Regions from separate parts of the Mus musculus genome. Here region 1 is linked to region 2. A link is a contact called in public promoter capture Hi-C data. All regions are on one chromosome and are shown on one strand. The core of a region is the stretch at or near the end of the contact, and the rest is flanking DNA. Distances in the headings are between cores, read along the strand shown.

Evidence for each region. Promoter capture Hi-C pulls out the DNA fragments that hold promoters and counts their contacts.
Region 1: a contact with region 2 is called in a promoter capture Hi-C map of embryonic stem cells, with 6 read pairs. The contact joins the promoter of Ikzf4 here to the promoter of Nxph4 in region 2. A contact is called at or near these places in 2 of 39 promoter capture datasets (both in embryonic stem cells).

What each region holds. Positions count from the first base shown.
Region 1 is chr10:128,644,580-128,647,279 of GRCm38.p6, reverse strand. Ikzf4 (IKAROS family zinc finger 4) reads left to right here and starts at 1,287. Exons shown (of 8, transcript NM_011772.3): 1 at 1,287-1,559. The coding sequence starts at 1,473. Gm26876 (predicted gene, 26876) reads right to left here and starts at 1,396. Exons shown (of 2, transcript NR_152728.1): 1 at 1,360-1,396.
Region 2 is chr10:127,533,165-127,535,864 of GRCm38.p6, reverse strand. It overlaps Nxph4 (neurexophilin 4), which reads left to right and starts at 1,306. Exons shown (of 2, transcript NM_183297.2): 1 at 1,306-1,489. The coding sequence starts at 1,433.

The DNA.
Region 1 (2,700 bases), core at 38-2,537, 1.1 Mb before region 2:
TTTCTCAGGTCACCGCCTCCCCCACTGGCCACCTGATAAAGAGAGGAGGCCTCTCGTTCTACTAAGGGATGTTACCATCTCATAGAACCTGATTCTGAAAGCACACGCCCCCCAACTTCCTTTCTAAAAGTACAGATAATTCCCATGGGAAGAAATGGGGGAAACGAGAGTCCACTAATTTACAGCACAGATTTCCACCCTACCCACCACAGACACTGAAAACAGAAACTGAGTTGCTCAAATCAAATGGAGCAGAGCTTATCCTGGTGCCCTGAAACATTTAAGAGAACCTGAGGAGAGAGAGGTGCAAGGATTGGCAGCCCAAAGTTTCATGGCCCCTCCCATCCCAAATTCTTGGAATCAGAAAATGCAGTCTTCCAAAGTAGGTCAGCTCAGCAGTGAACAGTTCCTCTGGAAGGAAAGCGAGCAAGAGCCTTCTCCTGATAGAGGACAGGATTCATCCAGGACTCCTGAAGCCAGAGCCCCAGAGGCACGGGAGAGAGGGAAGACAGGGAGACCCAACCAGGGATTAGAAAAAGCTCAGGGTCCCAGATCTCCACTAGTCAGTGATGGGAAGGGGGATTGTCAGAAGGAGAGGCAGATGGAAAGGAGCCTGAGTTTGCTAGGGGAGGAGCCTTCTGCCACTTCTAGATCCTGGAGGCTGCCCCTGTGTCCCGGGCCCCATGACCTGTGGGGCCTTGGCTTCCCTAGCTGGCAGAGGATTGGGCCTTCCCTGGGACACCCCCTTCCTCCTCCCCACAAGCCTGCGGCTCTCCTCTCTCTCTCTCTCTCTCTCTCTCTCTCTCTCTCTCTCTCTCACACACACACACACACACACACACACACCACACACACATACACTTGCCCCCCTCTCAAGCATTTGTTTTGTAGCTCCTCTTTGTCTGTTGGGCAGGAGGGCAAACACATCTGCCTACCCTCCCTCTGCACCCCCACTCCCTGTGCACCCCCATTCCCACCTCTCCACTGTCTTGGAAAAGGGATGCTGTAGCCTAGCGCGCGCGCGCGCACACACACACACACACACACACACACACACACTGGTACGTTTTCTCCTGCCCCCTCCCCAAGCGCATCCACGCCTCCCTCCCTCCCTCTCTCTCTCTCTCTCTCTCTCTCTCTCTCTCTCTCTCTCTCTCTCTCTCCTGTCTCTCTCTCCCTCTCTCTCCCTCTCTCTCCCTCTCTCTCCCTCTCTCTCCCTCTCTCTCTCTCTCTCTCTCTCTCTCACACACACACACACACACACACACACACACACACACACACATACACACGAGGCTCTCAGCACATACACCCTGGGCTGAGCGGTTCTGCCGGCTGCAGCCGTGGGCCCCTGCTCACCGTGCGGCTGCCACTGCCTGCGAAATGACGGCGGTTCCCCTCACTTCCAGGAATCCACGCTTCCTGGAAGGTGAGTGGCTGGGCTCACCCCTGCCTGCCACCGAGACGCAGACATGCACACACCACCCGCACTCCCTCGCCGTTTCCAAGGCGGCGGCCGCGTTCGCACCCCAGGGTCTCACCGGCAAGGGAAGGATAATGTAAGTTCAGGCAGAAGGCGGCTAGCGGAGGGGGGGTAGGGGGGTGATGGGGCTAGGGAACCAATTCAGTAACAACTCCCAAGCCTGAGGAGAGGGAGAGGACGGGGGCTGTGTGTATAGCGGGGGGGGGGAGGGGGCGTTCCTCCTTACACTTGGGGAGGATGGGAAAGGGTGCTTGGTGTTGCTAAGCGAAGACCGTGACTTGGACAGTGGGAGCTTGTGGTGACATCTTGATTAGGCCTTGGGGACAGAGGTAGAGCAGCCAGGGGTGGAATACCGAAACAGGCCTGGGTGGGAATGGAGAGTAGAAAGACCTGAGATGGGAAGAAGAGCTTTGACGGCAGATGCTTCAGCCTGGAACCGACATGTGAGGGGCCTCAGCCTCCTGCCCACAATAGAGAAGAGCCGGGGGTGGCAGTCTTTCTTTGCTCGTGCACTGACTGGTCCCTGATAGCAGGCTAGCATCCTGCCACCTGGAGCCCATGGTCAAGAAGAGAAAGCTGGAGAAAGATATCCCTTTCAGAGAAGTGCAGCGGCTTGCAGAGCTCCAGGCTATTCCCCAGAGGCAACCACTCAAGGGATCCAGGAGAGGGCCGGTCTCTTTCGGTGTGTGAGACCGCTCAGCTTAGTGGGACTGCTCCCCATCCCTTCCCCGCCTTTCTGCCCTTTCTCCACCTCCTAGTTGCTTTGCTGTGGACCTCACGATTTAGCTTTGCTCCCAGAAGGTTCAGCCAATCTACGATGGCTTTGACCAAGAAAATGTCTCTGATACCTGAGAGCAGCCTTAATTCTTGGCTTTGACAGTCTGAGATTTCTTGGAAGTCCCAGGCATTTGAAATTCCCTCACTGGGGTTTCCGAGGCTGAGAGGGGAAACGAATGAGTTTCCCAAATCTGACTTTGTCCCCGTCAGCCTCAGGCTAGAAGTCTAAGTCTCTGGAGCCTCACAAAGACCCTCTGGCCTTTGACAGAGATTCCTTCTTAGATTTTAGTGCCATGAAAGTAGACTTGAGTGTGTTTTCCCTCTTGCCTTTATCCTAGGGATGACAGCAGCATCAAAGAGCCTCTGGAGTTACTGGTGCGCCTTGAGGCACCTGCCTTTCTCTCCTGTTTCCAGCCCTTCATTGGGAGAGCCACAAAGAA
Region 2 (2,700 bases), core at 57-2,556:
TGGGTATTTGCCTCTGTCAAGGCAAGAGGTACTTTGGGTACCTAGCTGTTTCTGTATATCACTGTATGCTACTGTGTGTATAAATCATGTGTGTCCGTCTCTGTGTGCTTATGTGCCTCTGTGTATGCTGGTCTGTATGTGAAGTGGCCTCACTGCTACAGTGTAGCAGGGTACTATTACAGTGGGGTAAGACTGGAGACACACCTTGGGATGTGTGTCTGTCTCTTCATCTCTTTGCATGGTCCTATCTCTTGCTGTCTAGGTGTTGGTCATACTACCTACTCAGCCTCAGACACAGCGCATAGCAACAGCTGACAGCTGAAGACTCCCTGGGTAGGGGAGAGAGAGAAAGACCAGTGGGAGGAGGAAACACGAAGAAACAGCCCTGAGGATGAGAACAGAGACCGTGCTGGAGCTGGGGACAGAGAGAGACAAGGACAGAGATAGACAGGGAAGGGGACGGGATGAGAAGAGCTGAGAGTGGAAGATGGGATTGTGGGAGAGAAAGCACAGGGCTCGTACCAAGAGGGGCAGAAGGCACTGAGGACTTCCTGCCTAGCACCAAACAAGGGTGCTCTGGATCAGGCCAGGGTCAACAGTGCGGATCAGGGGCTAACTTAAAAGAGCCGGTTTAGCCAAGGGGTCCGGGGGCCGCAGAGGTGCCGCGGGGCGGGGACAGGGCGGCGGGCGCCGTTTGTCAGCCCTATTGACAGACGTGATGGGGTTTCCGTCCGTGATCAATGATTCTCATCTCCAGGCCGAATGAGCCGCGGGGCGCCCATCCATCCCCGTCAGCGCCGCGCTCAGTGCTAGTCGCCCGAGGCCCCGCCCGCCCTCACCTCGGTCCCTGTCCGGATCACTGCCCTAGACCTACCTCTGCCAGGATTATAGAAACACCCCCCACCCATCCACCTCGGGCATCACAGGACAGGGTCCTGCTGCGTTCCCTAGCCTGTGTATGGGAACTCATGCTCCGCGACGACCCCTTCCCGCTCACAGTTCAGGGCCTAGAGTCCCACGCCCTATTGTAGCCCTCATCTGCCCCAAGACCTGGCGTCTTTGGGGTGCTGCTCCCCAAACCCCTTGCCCCTCTCCAGCTTCACACCTGAGCCAGGGGTGTGTCCAGGGTGTGTCACGGTGAAAGTCACCTTCCTTGCCCCCAGCTGGGCGGGAGGGGGCGCGCGGGGCGCGGCCGGGATTGGAGCACCGCGGAGCCCCGCCCCCCCACCCCGCCCGCCCGACTCAGACCCAACTTTCTCCCCCGCCCGCGCCCCGCCCCCAGCGCCTTGCTCCGCTCCGCGCTCAGTCCGCGGGCCGAGCCGCCCGCTCCCGCTGCTCGCGCCGCCGCCCTCTGCCCGGCGTCCCTCACCCTGAGCCCAGTCCTGCCGGACTCGGGACCCGCCCTGCCCGACCCGCTCGACCGCTCGGGAAGATGCGGCTGCTCCCGGAATGGCTCCTCTTGCTCTTTGGTCCTTGGCTCCTTAGGAAGGTAAGGGTGGCAGAGCCAAGGTGCGGGGTCCGGGACACGAAGAACACTGCATGCCAGGGGGCTCCGCGCGTCCGCCCCGCCCCCAGGACTAAGCGTCCCAACTTTGTGCGTCGTGGGGGACGTGGACAGACAGACTGCCCGCTTTAGGACTGGCATGCACCCAGCAAGTTGGCTGAGGGTTAGAAGAAGGTGCAGGGTGGAGGCCCGGCTCCAGTCGGATTCAGGCGCGACGGGGGGAGGGGACGAAGCGCGACCCGCGAGTGCGCCAGACAGAGAAGGAGTGCGAGACAGACAGACAAGCCAGCGGGTGTTAGCCTAGCCTTCTTTCCGCACCTACCTCGCTTGCCTCCCTCTGTCTGTCTGTCTGTCCTTCCACCTCTCACCCTCCACCTTCCCATTCCTCTTCTCCTTGTCACAATGCCAGGTAAGCTCTGCGATCCGAGCATACATTATCCAGGCACACGCGCTTACACGGACCCACACCAGCAGGGCTGAACTTGGCTACAATCTTCCATCCCATTTCCCGCGGAGACACCATCTCCCCTGCATAACCTCACAGACACACCCCCCTCTCACGCCTGGTGGTTGTTGTCTGGGAGGGGAGTCTCTCCTTACATCTCCTTCCTGCCCCCACCCTTCTCACTGTCTCTTTTCCTGGGGTTTCTGGGTGAAGACCCAAAGGCTAAAAGGGCCCAGAGCTCATCCTGCCCGACTCTTGCCTTGAGATCTTCAGCCCATATGGGCTCACAGTGCGGACATGGAGTGTATGGGTTAAAACCAGCCCTTGTATGCATGTGTCCAGGGAATCCAGGCACTGGGACCCAAGGTGAATGTCTATGTTGGCATGCCATGGTGGAGACATTGTCTTTGCATGGTTGATTGTGCCTGCTTCAAAGCACTGCCATCTATTTGTGCCCTGAAGTGTGACCCACAAGGGTAGTTTAGACTCTGCCCCCAACTTCCTTTCTCAACTATGACCTACCCAGTTTAAGGGCAACCAGTTGGCTCCACAAGCCCTCACTCTTGGACCTCAATCCCCAGTCTTTAAGAGAAACCAGTAATTCTCCTCCAAAACGCTTGGACCCCAGGCCTGGTGTGGTGTCCTCATAACTACAATAGGGTAGACACTGCCCCAGTGAGCCAGTTAGTAGAGCCCTTGGATTCTCCCAAGCCTATCTGCCTAGTGACCTTGAGAGAACGGAAACTGGGCA